Regions from separate parts of the Dromaius novaehollandiae genome. Here region 2 is linked to region 1. The links are chromatin contacts, called in public Hi-C maps. All regions are on one chromosome and are shown on one strand. The core of a region is the stretch at or near the end of the contact, and the rest is flanking DNA. Distances in the headings are between cores, read along the strand shown.

Region 1 (7,647 bases), core at 1,120-3,619:
CTAAAGAACTAACTGTAGCAGTAATAATAATTTTAAAAGGTTGGGTGGGCACAAAACAAAAACTTGCCCTTGCACTTTTTGCACTTCAATTTCCTGCATGGGTTGTGCTGCTCGCCACGCAACAAAAGCTTGCCATCAGAAGGAGCCTGCTTTTCCCCTGTCTGATATGAACACCAGTTTTGCATTGAAATAATCTGTCCTGAAATATGGATCTTTGATTCAATAACATAATAGAATATTTCCAGAGGAGGAAAATGATTTCTGAAAACAAAACAACGCCAGTCCAGGAGAGACTACCTAGGCAGGGGAAGATGCGAGACTGGAAACGAATAAAGAGAAAATACTGCCCTCCCAGCCCCCACAAGATGAGCTTTTTTGATTTGAGCTCCCAAGAGCTCAAACAGCCAGCCAGCATTGAGAACTCAGAAGGTGTTTCCTCCTTCTAGAAGAGCTGAAATAAGGGAGCAATGGAAAGATGTTATCAAAGAGCTCTACCTTCCCTTTTGCAGGGCATGAGTCTTCAGCCTTCTCTGTCCTCAAGGACATCTGGGCTCCCTAGATAGCTTCTTACTCCCTCCTCCAGGCTTTGCTCCAGCTCTTCCCAAAGAACCACTGCAAGGCTGGAAGTTCACAGTATGGCATTTGTATATTTATATTTCTAAAGGCCTAAGTGCTCTGTATCCAGAACAATTCCTTTTGTACAAGTTGACTACATTCCTTTTATTTCATTAATTATAAGGGATTTCATTTCTAAATGACATGCCACACACCCATTCACAGAACCTCATTAGCTGGAGGAACAACACACATCCCTAAGGCACTTCATTTTTACTAACTCCTAGGATTTTCTAACTAACAAGAGCATTTGTTTGTGTCTACTTTGGTGATCAACACTCTTCATAAACTATTTCTTCCGGTGGGTTGCAGAGAGTACTCGCCACAGGAGTCATGAAATGAGTAAATCACCTGCTATCTCTATCCCGAACACATGTACTTCTACAAGATTTAATCCATCCTAAGATTAATAACTGACCTAATTTTCAAACTAGTTCTCAATTGTGCTGTTTGCCTGATTGATATAAAAGAAATCAAGATACGCAACCTAATCAGTGTCATGCATCACCGTGACCCACCAGCTTCAACCATTTTGAAAATTCCCCCCCAAAAGTCCAAGTCAGTATTATATGGGGGATTAAATAATAGCCACATCTTGGTGTTAAATACAGATTCTGCTATAATTCTGCAGGTGATACCTTACAAATGAGAAATAATCAGGTCCTGGCTGTCTGGGTCTGAAAAGTATGAGAAAACATTTCATTAGAGAGGGGATCCCGACCCAGCATCTTGGTCACCATCAGCTTCTTATTGGCCCTTTTGGTTCTAAGTGTAATTTCAGCGTGAAATTTTTTCTGAAGTTTTGCTAATTTTTTCTGAAGTTTTGCTGCACACTCTCACAAAGGTGGCAGAGTCAAAAAAAACCCTGCATTGGTTATTTGGTTATTGGTTAATTGGTTATTTACAATTAGACACAACTGCTTTTTTATATATACAAAGCACTTATAGGCAATACAAATGCATGTAATGCAGGTTTGTATATCACTGTGCAGTGGATAAATGGAGGCCCTATTAAAAGGCAACACTGCCATCATCAGTCTCATTTCTGGATCAAACACAAGAGAGAGCATCCCACCTCATATATGGAGTAGAAATAACCATCCTACAGGTTAAAAGTAACAACTGCTTGGGATGGTAGTTCTCAATGTTGGTGCTGTAAATGAGCTATAAGCCATCTAAGAGACTTTAAAAGTTTTTAGCTACACTGTTTTACTGAGGAGGTACAATAACTAAAAAGCTTCAGGACCTCCGAACAGGCAAACACTCCCAGAGAGCACTGACTTTGTCAGATGCTCACTGGAGCATTCCACAAAAATTAAGTGCTATAAAACTGCTGTGTTGTTTTTGATGTATCTTATGTAACAGAGTTTTTTCTTTTTAAATATTGTATTTAACTTGTTTTTTCTGTTTTGCCTACAATCAAAAGCTACATCACAATTCGGTGGCCTAACAACCTAGCCAGACAGAGGAAGTTCAGTCAGGCAGTAATAAAAAGCTTTGGCTGTCTGGCTTCAGGGAGAAGAAAATTGCTTGGATGATCACTTCAGTACTTTCTAGATGATGCACTATTTTATTCTTTCTGATAGCTACAGTTTAAAAGAACTCAAAACAGGAAAACGTACATGTAAAGGCTCAGTAAAGATGTGGACTGAAGCTTTATTTTGTTTGGTTTCAAATTCACACTTTTGATAGAGCCTAGGGAGCCAGAGAGAGAAGAAAGGAAACTGTCCCTGAGCGCCTGGCAGTATCGAAAGTGAAAACAGCTGCTTAAGTTACAAGCTACTTGTAGAGTCTGTCTAAGAGTGAGGGACTCTGCGCTGTGTGGGACAGCTTTTGCAATTACAGCAAGTGTCACCACAGTTTACTTGCCACAACAACAACAACAACGTATTTATCAAGTCACAGTTGCAATTAAATTCCTTATCATGATTCTCCACAAGAAAACAGACTGTGATTCTAACCACTTGCAACTTTGCGATAACTTCAGATTGCTGCTTATTATGGTCCCCAGCCTGAAGGTGCTGAGCACTTACAGCTCCTGCAAAAAGGAGGCATTCAACACCTTGCAGAAACGGTTCCTTCAGCAAGAGGAGGTTTCAGTGCTAAAGACTCTGCCTGTGCTCTTTCTAATTCTAATTATATCTGGCCAGTTACAGTGGCAAACTCCATTCTATCAGTAAGTTTTAAATTCTTCTGTCAGTGTGACTGGCTTGTCTTTCTGTCAACATGATTGGCTTTCCGTAGTCTTTGCCAGGCTCTCTCCTTTCTGTTCATCTTTCTTCTGTCCTCAAAATCAGCTTTTTCTAAAAAGACTGGATAAAAGTACAATAATTCAAAAGGCTGAGTTCCAAGTGTCCCTCACATACAGATACAGGTGCTTTATACTTTTTGTCTCATATATGTTTTTAAGGAACTCTTATTTACTGATGTGATAGAGAAACTTCATTCCTAGTTTCAATATTCAAAAAAACCCTCCTAATGTTGGCTTCTCTTCAGCCTCTTGCAGCTACAGACTTGTGTCTCAGACCCTGAGCTGTGACGACAATTGCCAAATAAATCTGATTTGGTCATTTATCCAGCAAGCACAGGGCATCAAGATGAACATTTCCAGATTTGCCAGGTAACTGCTGTATTAAATACTGCCCAGGTACATTTCTCAGAAGTTGATGGCCTGTCTGTAGAATACTTATCACTAGCAGCAATAATCATTCTGAATAAGAGACTATTCTCTTCCAAGGGTACCAGCATCTGCTTACATAAAGGGATATTTTTGGCACATTCTCAAGGTCTTCTTTCTTCTGCCCTGCTGTCAGAACGCTAATCAGGTATGCACGGCACCTACAGCACTCCCACGCACTCCAGGTAATTAGCCTTTCCACTAATCAGAGAGCATCTCTCATAGCCGCAAACGCACAGTACACTGCTTGTTCCTTAACCCTCCGGTTTCCTCTGCTCATTTCTTGGGGAATTCACTGAACACTGGTTACCTTGAACTACTCTTTCAATACACACCATTTAGAGCTTTCCAAATAAAATCATTTCTGACCATTTTGCTGGGAGCTGAATTTAAAGACATGAATTATCAATGTTTCAGCTAAAACATACCCCTGATCTTTCCTTTTTCTTCTAATAGTTAAGAAAAAAAATGTTCCCAATGTATTTCCTTGGGAGCATCCTCACATGTCTCTCTGTGCTTGAAAATTGATCATCTTAGATAAAAGCTAATTTACACCTGTGATTTATTAAGACAAGAAACTCATGTTTAAAGGAAAAAGAGACTGCAGTAAGTGTCTATGCTCTGACAAATGGCAAAAAATACAGCTGATTTAACAAATGAGTGCTCAATCAATGATGCACTGAGGCACATGACAAAGGCAAGTCAAAACCCATTACATTCAAGAACCTCCTTTAAATTCCACTTCAGTGCACTGACCCTGTTGCTCAATGCTAAAGACTTTACAAGGTTTTCGGAAACATTTAGAGGAGCTTTTGTTTTGGCATTCACTCAGCTGCACCTCACAATTAACACTGCCAGACTCCTTTCTAATCAATTATTCATTAAGATTACTAGCGTGTCTTTTGAGCGCCTTAACTTCACATCAGAAGTGTGTGAGGGATGACACATGCATGTGTACTTTACAGAATAAAAGGCAGACTCTAAGCAGGTTTTAACACTAAATGAGAACAAGGCTAAAAGAAGTGAAATCAACACTTTTAGTCAAAGTTGAGCTTCAGGCGAGCTGCAGGCAGTGCACAGCATGAGAGAATTTGGCTCCAGAAAGTGCCCATGTGTTGACAGCTGAATAAGAGTTTGAAGGCTTAATGGTAAGAAATGTTCCGTCAGTGATAATGTTACACATTACTTACTTGGTTAACTACTCATCTTCTGCAGCCCTGACAGCTAATGACACAAAATCCATCTGATAGAAGTTTTACCATTAGTTATACAAACATGTTTATGGTGGTTACTATGGCTAGTATTTTTGCTAATCAAATGACATGAAGGAAATAATTTTCAACAACAACAACAAAAAGAAAACTATGAAACATAACTGTGCTGAGAATTTAAAAATGCAGGAAAATCTGAAAAGCTGCCCAAACTAAAGAAGAGATATGATTCAATTTGAGCTTATTTCCATAAACCTATTAATATACATGCAAGTCAAATTATTATCGGTTTGCATTATGGTAGAACCTATTCTATTAAACACTATGTTTTGGTGGGGGAAAGGCTATTTCTACCACTTAGCATTAAGGCATATAACTTAAAACATACACGTTAAAAGCCTGGACTTTGTATTTAATGAGAGAAGATAGGTAAGCACCTAATTTAGATACTCTTAAAAATCATCATCAGCTCCAGTGATTGTAAAGGAAGTCTACACAGGCACTGCTGTTAGATGGTACAAATGTTTCTTCCCACAGTATACAGATGATACCTATTATAAAGTAATTATAAAGCTTGTATCCACCTGTTATAACATGGGTCATCAAAGGCTAGAGCCATAACCATTCAAATGCCTATGGTGCTACCTGGGTAGAATTGAGGTGCCTGAATTTAAAGTCATATTCTATGAAATCTCTCTGTGTCTTTAAGTGCTAGAAGAGCCTGTAGCCACCAAAGAACATGTCATTAAATGGCCTTCCTCTATTCTGCATGCCCACAGCTGCTGCCATCTCAGCTGAGAAGAACATCTCTGTGTTTACTTCCCACATACAGCGGTGAGAGAAAGAACAAATGCTTGTTTGATCGAGGCATTTACCGAAGGATGGTCTTGTGTTCTGGTACCCATCTTACATTACAGAATCAACAAATAAAATGCAACAGCAGTTGGAAGCAACCACCAGGGAATGGTTGGGAACACCAGCCACAGATCAAAGATCTTCAAAATTAAATTAAATGATACTCATCATCACCATACCTATCTCCTTTGACTGTCAAGGATCAAGTGAGTTAGATGCATAAATCCCATTGACTGGATTTTTGAAGCTACTTTAGTTGACTAAAGACAAAGAGAGGTGTCTAGAAGGTTTTTTAAAAAACAGTATAAGGGCTTTAGGGGTGAAACTCCCATTGAAATCAAAGTAGGCAATTTAAAAAGTTTTACCCACAGTGACTTTGCAAAGCATACAGAGCATACTAATGCATACTTAAAATGACAACTGCATTCCTGAACTAATATTCATTATCTCACATGCTGTAAATGTCTGCAAAAAGATTCAGTCTCAGTGTATCAGGAAGCAATCTTCAGACCTGGACAACAAAGAAATTTACTGTTCTCAGACCAGCATTACTGTCCCCCCAAGCCAACAACAAAGAGATTTAGAGTCCTTGGAAAAACCAACACCTCACAGAATTATTTAATTGTTCAGTTCATTTCTGCAAGTACTTCAAGAATCAGATCAAGCAATGAAAAGGCAAATCCAGCTCTGGAATTCCCATCCAGGTCTCCCACTGAAGTCAGTGGGAACTGTCCATATGCAGCTAGGGGCAAAACAGACGAGAATGTGTGCTTCACCACTGTGATGTACCAGCTTCGCACTAGTGTAAATCGACTGATTCTGATATATTTAGAATAGCATGGAATCTGAGTCATGGACTGCTGAACCTAGCCTCGCCATAATTTTTTCAGTCACCAACTGTACCAGCTCTACCAAAAATTATGTATTCGCCATGATACGCATGATTGGGGCTGTGTATGTACAAGACCCTTTAAGATGTGCTTTGTTCCCATTAAACTTCCAGGGATTTCACAAATAATGGTTTCAAGCAGAAAAAAATTATTACGAGCAGAAATCTGCCAGCAAATATACTTATATACCAACTGAAGTACAGTGTAGATCCTGAGGGGACTTCCTTTACTATCCTGATTTGTTCAAATCAGTTAGAGGTAGCATTTACAGTAGTATTACACTTGTATGAATTATCTCAGCTTTTTTCAAAGGAAAAAATCATCATTTAACTTTTTTATATGTAAATTCCACAATCCTTCATGAATCTTCACAGCAATACATGAAAGACAATACAGTATTACAGTTGAGTATATAGTATCTTACAACAACAACAAAAAAAGAGAGAACAGGAATAGAAAAAATTATTCATAAAGGCATTGGCTAGAAAAAAAAAAACCTCATAAAGGCATTACGTATGTTCTGTTTGGCATCAGGCCTGAACACAAACTAGAGCTCTGCAACGGAAGGCAGCAAAGTGAGAGCCCTTTTGGACTGTATCGTTTATTCCTACTGTAACACGCAGGTCTATTTCAACGATCAGTTTTACAAATTTTCATTGTCAGGTTCACTATCATCTGTAAAACAGATCAAATGATGCCACTAACACACACCCACTGCTTAACCCTGTATGTAATGCTGTCCTCAGGGTGTATATGAACAATGTTTAGAAAAAGCAGGATGCACAGCTGATCAGACCAGCAGCTGATCAGTGTTTAATCACCAAATCCAATAAGGAAACAAATGAGGCAGAGCACAAGGGTAGAAAACAAAGGTAAATGGAAAACATCAAATGATCCACCAATTTACAGAAGATAAAAACACTCTCGGAAACAATTTACAAAACAATTTTCTTTTTACACATTTAATAAACATTCTGTCAGAGTAAACAAAATCTCAGAAGCTGGAAGTTTTTTAAAAAAATCAATTAAAATGAAGTCACAGCGAATGGTGGGGAATTGTTTCTGGCAGTTATTTGATATAGCGTGGTTAATATTTCTAGTCAGCCAAATTAACAGTTTTGCCTCTGCAGACTTGCACTCACAATGCATAACCTCCAAGGGTTTGTTCTAAAAGTTAAAGAAATATATGCACAAATATTTTTATACAGCTACATTTTTGATGTACAGTAACAGCCATTTACTTTCCAAACTTTATATACATTCTACACTGCTAAAAACAACCGAAAAGTATGTTTTTATGTAAAAAAAAGTAACAAGATATACAATTCATTCCCTGGGGTTGTATTTCACTCCTAAAGAATACTTAGAAAGTGCTTAGACAGAAGCTTATTTCTCTATC
Region 2 (7,601 bases), core at 1,037-3,536, 240 kb after region 1:
GTAAAGGTTTGCAGAAGCAGGTGTCTAGCGTGAGAAAACAAACCTTTGCTCCAGGAAAACGATAAGGACCTAGATGTGCTAATTTTATTTTGTAATTTCTACTTAAGTTTCCAAATTGTTTCCAAAACTGCCTTTTTGGATTAAAATGTATTTAACTGCAAATGCTCAATCTTTTAAAGAAATACGGAATTCTGAAAACTGAGATTTACACCATATATTATAAATTCAGATGAATCTCATACTAAACAATAGCCTAATGAGACTAATACTTCTAGCTTAAAAAGAGCTACTGCAATTCTTTAACAAGTCTAATAAGAATGAAAATGGTGTAAACAACTTCTTAGCTAGATATCCATGGAATAAACAGAAATATAAGATTTAATAAGTGAATAAGCTGTGCTGTTTATTTCCTATTTAATACTATTAAAATAAAAAACCATAAATTATTACACAGATGCAGATGAATCCTGCATATGTATTTTTCTTACATTTCAATTGCAGAGCTGAACAGAAAAATATTACATGATTCTAAAAGATACATGACATGATTTAGGCTAGACAGTACTGAATTTATTTTTAATATATAAGTAGGTGTTTTTCAAGATTTAAAAGCACACATACACACATGCAAGGGAAAATATATAATGATTCCATACCAGAAAATATTTGCAACATTTCTTTTCTAAAAGTAAATGAGAAATACCTTTAGACATTTAAAATTTAATTTGTCAGAATATGCTATAATTGGAATATATCAGATTCAAGATATACAGCTTCAAAATACTGTGCAGATATTACGTTAATATACTACAATGCATTCTCTACTCTTTCTTTTTTCTTTTTTACATTTCTATTCAACTGAAAGAAAGTTGAAGAATAAAGGTAAAAAATTTCTACCAACTTGCACAGGCCTAAGACTGAAACCTAGAGCAATGTAACTCAAAGCAGTGGAATCACAATCTGTATAGCTGGCACAGATGCACATTTATTTATTCATATAATGTGATATATATATTTATATGTGTGTGTACGTGTATTACATGAGTAGATATATTAGGAGTAAGTAAGAAAGGACGCTAAAGCATAAAAGTGACTAATCAAAATGTCATTTAGTTAATTTTTAACACTGCATACTAGCTGAGCACAGTACCAATATTTATATAAACACAAATATTGTGTCCATGTAACATATTTGCTGCAGATCAATGCATTTTCCTTGAGGTGAAAGCACATTTTCCCCACAAACATAATAATGTTAATAAACAAACCAATACATTTACACACAGAAAAATAAGTCAGTTTTTTTTTAATTTGTTTCACCATTGTTTTAAAAAAAGCCCATGTCAATTAAATTGAAGTAATGCTGAAATAATCATATAGTACAGACCACACCTTTTTCTCAGGCAAGGATAACTGTGTTTATAACAAATAAAGAAAGAAGCTGTCTACTGCAGACATTCAAATTTTAGAGATAAATATAAAGAAAAAAGATAAAAGTTATCTTACGAAGTTATATCTAAAAACAGAAAATACTTGAAGAGTAAAATACTACATTTGTGTCCTTAAGTTACTGTTACATATAAACTGTAAATGACTGACCATACATGAAGGATAAAATAGGGATAGAAATGAATGATATTATGGGGATGAACAATATATCATCTAAGAGCCTGACACTGCAACAAATTCTGAAATCGCTTCAATCATCATAGTGGTTCTGGATGAAAATGCCAGCATTATTTTTCCAACACACGGTGCTTTTGAAAAGAGGAGGAGTAGTGCAGGTGACAGAAGCAAACTTTTCATTGTATCTTCAAATAATCTGTAACTACTCAAAGTGATCGCTTGTCTTCGCATATTGCATCTTTATAATACCATGCAATATGTAAAAGGAGAGATTAAATGGAAGGACTCATGTTTTATATGTGAGGATTATTTTATTCCTAATATCAATGTCAAAAACTGATATTTAATTAAATGCACATAACTTATTTTATAAAAACCATTAACTTTTACTCTGTGTTTCTACTACATTAATAAAACAGTTTATGCTAAACCTTTTGAACCTTAGTACCTAACAGAATAATTATGACATATTATTAAGCCGGTAAGTTTATTTTTCTACACTGCGTCCACGCCAATTTGGGGTTTCCTTTGCACAATTAGGTTACTTGGAGAAGCGAAATGGAAAAAGATTGGTCTTTTACTCGGTTAAAGGGGCGACTTTCAAGAGGTTTGATGGTCTCTGGGGGCATCTACCGGGCGTCGGGAGAACTGCGCTCGGGACGCGTTGATCCTGCGGCTGCCAGTGCAGCAAGACGGGGCTGCAGAACAAAGGACGGCACCAGCCCCGCTCCCCTGCGCCGCGCGCGGCCCGCACGAGGGGCCAGGCGCCGGGGCTGCCCTGGGCGCAGCGGCAGCCACCCGGGCTCCCCGCGACCAGCGCCCGGCGGCGCAGCGCCGACCCGCCGCGCACGCACTTGTACCAGCCCGGCTGGACGGGCGCCTGGTTTTGAAACGTTACCTGTGCTTGATTCCACAACTGAACGGTGGGGCGAAGACAGCCCCGAAGTCGTCTTTCCCTTTTGAGTGACCGCGCGTGCGTGTTAGGAGAAAAAGATTTTAGATCTATTTTTAAAAACGAATTATTTTTACATAAAATATGGGACATACCTATGCATTTAACATTATGCTTAAAACAAAGAGACTGATTCATCTGCTCGTAATTTAGAACAGTGGATTTAAGGGTTTTTTTAATCCATAAATTGCAACAGATGAAGGACCTAATTCTTAACACAAACACAGGTGATGCTAAGTCTACTGTTCATCTCTGTAACCCTCCTCTCTGTCATTACTGAAACCTGGCTGATGTTAGTAGGTGTTTGTTTGCACAGGCTTACTAAAACACTGACAAGGAGGTCCACTTAGTGGACAGTATTTTACAGCACGAGGTGCAGAACAGTTCTGTGTGTGCATTGGTGCTTGTGTGCGAGGAAGAGATCAGAACATTTTTCAATACAAAATAAATAACCAGCAAAAGCTAAAGTTACCATTTTAGTGGCACCATAAAAATGATTTTCATATAGAGTTTAACACTACACTGGTGGAAGCAGCTACTGAATGTGGATCTGTGAGCTTGAAAAAGCACGGCTATTGTTAACATACCAGTCCTTTAAATACACCAGGATATTGCTACAGGCATTTTACTTTTCTTACACTATACAGCTACTTGCATAATTTTCTTATACGGATTTCTTTCATTATCATTATTTTTCTAAGAACACCTCCAGTGATACTGAGGAATCTGACTTAAGCATAGAAACACGATTCTAATCTTTCTTCACCAGTATAAAAATTAGAAATACTAATCTTCACTGAGGCTAATGAAATCACACTATTGTTGCAAACCCAGGGAGCTTCCTATGCTATTGTATTGTACCTTTACAAGAATCTTAAGCAAAACCTAGAGATCAAGGCAGTACTATCCCACGTTCCTTTTAACTCCAAATCCTACGCAACAAGGCTATTTGCATTCTACCCTTCACATTGAAAGAGAGGAAAGAAAAAAGAAATTAAGCCAAAAGACTTACACTGCTATTAAAAATAATCAAAATAATCAATACATCATAACAGAATTACTTGTCACGAGCCTAATTTATATACCACATACCTGGTACAGTCAATTACAGTTTTATGCAATTACATGCAGAATCAGTGCAAAAGGTTACCATTTTCAGCTGAGAATTTTCTTTTTCATATCAGGGTTCATATCTTTCAATTTCCTAAGATTTAGTAAGTACTACAGGTTAACACCAGCTGCTGATTCTTCTACAAGTGCATGGTAACAATCACATCTGTAACGCACCAAATTGGCATGGAGTAAGCAGTGATACAATATAAAATATTACAGTGTACTTACAGTGTAAAATAATTACTGTACCAAATATTACACTCCTTAAAAACTGTACTGAAATAGGTTTCATCCACTTGGGATTTCCTTCTGTAGTTGGCAAGTCAATAACTGATATAAATGCCTCACATTAGGATCACAAAATTAGGCAAAAAAAAAAAAAACTTTTTGCCTGAGTTTATTTAAACAAATATTATATTTCCTGTTTATAAAATTACAGGAAAATGAAAATTACATGCAGTAAGCTACTTTGTGCTTAACCTATATGAAAACACACACAGTGTAAACAAGGAGACATCAGAATTGCCTCACTAAAATTTGAAAAGTATGTGCATTAAGTAAAAACAAACAGAGAAAATATTGCAAAGCCAAGCATACTATAAGGGTTAAAACTTTCAGGGTGCTTCTTCTAAGAATCAAAAGAGGAAAATTATTATTTAGTTATAGCTGGACCCCCAAAGCAAATGATTTTGTAACACTGTTAATAATCAACATCTAACATAAAGTTTACACTTTTGCTGAACATAAAAAGCACTTACACAAATACTTAGCTGCAAGCTAGGTATGTAACCATAAAGTAGGATTATTATAGCAATATACAGTCTAACTGCCTAAAGATGTATGTATTTATATATGAAAACTGAAAGATTTCATCTCTTTGGCATTCAGTGATGCAAAGAGCTAGGTTACAGTGGTATAAAACTGTGTACTTGCGCTGTTGCAAACCACCAAAACTAGGTACACACCTAACTTGGAAACATATCTGAGTCGTCTGAGTATTTGAGCTCAGTGGATAAATGTATATACTTTTACGTAAGTAGTTTGGTGAGTCAAGCCCTCACTGGGCCAGCGTATTCAGCATATTTGCACCACATACCGCAACTGATACAAACCTATTTAATTGATTCAGGGCACTGCCCCCTTTAATCCTAGTTTAAAGGCTGTCTGCTTAAATACTTTTCTTTTAATAAAATATTTACTGGATAGTAATATCTTATATTGTAGAATATAGTAATCTCATTAAATGAAAGATGTGAAAGTACAGTAAACGCTATTAAGTAGTAATAGCTTACACATCAGAATTTTTGATTACTAAGGCTGAGAATTAAGTGGTTGGGGGGGGTGCATGTGTTCCAATTCCAAAATATAAACTTGAAATACCTAATTTCCTAATATAAAAAGCATAAATTTCCTTCAACCAAACTCTCAAATGTTATAAAAAGAACTCCATACTCTAAGTAATAAAGAAAAAATACTGCATTTGAATTTGTACATATAATTATAGGGAAGAACATCTCCCTGGAATTACTTCGATAACAATTCAGATAATTTTTAAGTATGAAACTGTTCATGGATCTATGTATTCAGAACTATTAATGAAAAGCTGAAAATAAAGTGTATCAGAAAATATATAGGCAGTTTATACCATATACTTCACCAATATATAGGTACAATAACTGTCAGCATAAATAAGACAGCAATTTTCACATTATATTACAGTCTACGACTGTAATCAAACAACACATTTACGTAAATCACGTAATCAAAAGCAGATGCAGAACCTGTCAGTAACATCCTGCAATGAACACATATTTTGGTCTCTCTTCCTTTTGTTCAAGGCTATGCTGCCACTTTAATACTACATAAAATGAAAAATTAATCAATTATAAACATCAAAGGATGACACTTAAAATGAATGTAAGTACTGGAATAATTAAGAATACTCATTAATACAGAAAATGGAAATATAAATTTAGAAATGAACTTCTAGCATGTTCTGTCTCTAAACATAAATGCTAGGAAAGCTTTAAAAATAAAGACAAAAGTGCTACACTCATAAAAATGTTCTTTATACAACAGTGCACAAACACCTGTGATCATTACCTACTATTTTAAGCATAATTGGAAAAAAAAATCCTCATTAATCTTTCTGCTTTCCTTTCTAAATTATGTTCACTTACAAAAAGTAATTCCACCTACATTTTTATAGACTATTATTTATCAAAAGCAAAGTATTTCTTAACTTTTCCCCTTTATTTCAGAGCTGATCTAGTAGACTAAGAGCCAGGAACTTCACAGTTCGGAACCCTTTTCCTTTCCCTTACACGATATTGGATAAGTCATTAAATTTCTCTGCATGTTTCTTTCAGTGCGTAAAATTCTGTTAGAAAATAATAATGATAGTTACTGACTTACTGTATCTTCTCAAGCTGAAGCTATGGATTAGCATAAAGCACTATACAAGGTTATGCATTTATTATCATGCTATTGCTATGCACAGTTTCCCCAGTATTTTTGCATCTGTTTATGATATCAGATTCAAGTCCCCACTAGAACTTACTCAATAGTCTAAGGACAAACACACCACACAGAGATTAACTAAAAGGGAAAGAAAAAAGAGGATTTTACACAGTTGCAAAACATTCACTGTGAGAATTACTAGGAAGTCATGATTATACCAAGGCAAATTAGACTGTCTTTCTTTATTTCAGACTCTTTTTGTATGTTGCAGATGCTTCATCTCTGTGGACTGTTTTAAAAATAGAAGTCAGTTGTGTACAGCTTGTACATTATCTTCAGTACTAAATATTGTCAAACTACAGAGAAATGAAAGCACTAGAAAACTGTAAGACCAAACTTAGTAAAAACAACAAGTTACATAAAAAAGAAAAACTTCAGCTCACTGTGTTCTTCTTTATTAAAGTATGTCATGTATTTTATCTTTGCAAGAGTTTGATGAGTTTTTGCAAGTAAAATTCTGTTTCCTCTATACTTGCTAATAGTCATGAGAATCTGTAGTTTGCACCTTCCCATTAAAAATGTATTGTATTTTTTGAAATTATTCACCCCGCCTTTTATCCAGATCATGTCTTTGAAAGGAGGAAGTAGATAATAAATGGAATAATTCATGATTTCCCATTAAATATGAAACTTTCTTTTGCAGAGTTTAGAAAATGAAGTTCTACATAATGTACAGAAGTTGATTAGAACTTTTTTTAACCTTTTCAAGAAAAACCTTTCACATTACACAAATGCACAGAGAAGTTTCTTCAGGAAAGGCAAACCATTCACTTCCCACACAGTTCTTTAGATCACTGTCTAATTACACCAGATCTTATGTTTACCAGGCCTGAAATTCACACAGATCATTCATTTGACCAAAAATAATGTGTGCCTCTAAGTACTAAAGTCCCTTTTTGAAAGCTGTTTAATAAACATTGAATCCTGATCATGACAAGGAAGATTGTTAGGAATTATTCAGACAGAAAAAATACATATTTAAATAATATTGTGAAAGCAATAGCAAAGAAATTTAAAATTTATCAATCTGTTCAATAAGTAACTTGTGCCATTTCCCTCTCCACGAGTATCACATCAGCTGGGAGTTTGGGACAGAGGGCCTTAATTTAAAATTTCTTTTATTATGAAAGGATACTTTTTTATTTTTGAATTTCCCTTTTCCATATTTTTTGATATTTAAAAATGAAAAAATATCCTCATAAAATGTAAATGAGTTGACACAACTTTCTACCACTTCTAAACCACAGTAATGTAACCAAAGAGGGTCATAAGGTGTTCATGTTCATAGGCCAAATCCAAAGACTGACATCAGCAAGAACAGTAAAATCTTTCTGGGACCTGAATATGGAAGCAAAAGAGCAGCTGACTTTGTGCTCTCTTTTACTGCTAT

Evidence for each region. Hi-C and Micro-C count contacts between places; a contact is called where the count stands out from the background.
Region 2: a Hi-C map of liver shows a contact between it and region 1, with 9 times the contacts expected there. The contact joins two enhancer-like sites. A contact is called at or near these places in 3 of 4 Hi-C or Micro-C datasets (brain, liver and ovary).

What each region holds. Positions count from the first base shown.
Region 1 is chr4:37,273,537-37,281,183 of bDroNov1.hap1, forward strand. The region is part of intron 5 of SLC10A7 (solute carrier family 10 member 7); the gene reads right to left. Among named protein-coding and RNA genes, the nearest start is that of SLC10A7, 84 kb to the right of the region's middle. Within about 2 kb of position 2,370, at least 2 of the 2 cell types and tissues checked have open chromatin away from gene starts, as enhancers often do.
Region 2 is chr4:37,514,350-37,521,950 of bDroNov1.hap1, forward strand. All of the region lies in intron 3 of TTC29 (tetratricopeptide repeat domain 29), which reads right to left. Among named protein-coding and RNA genes, the nearest start is that of TTC29, 18 kb to the right of the region's middle. Within about 2 kb of position 2,287, at least 2 of the 2 cell types and tissues checked have open chromatin away from gene starts, as enhancers often do.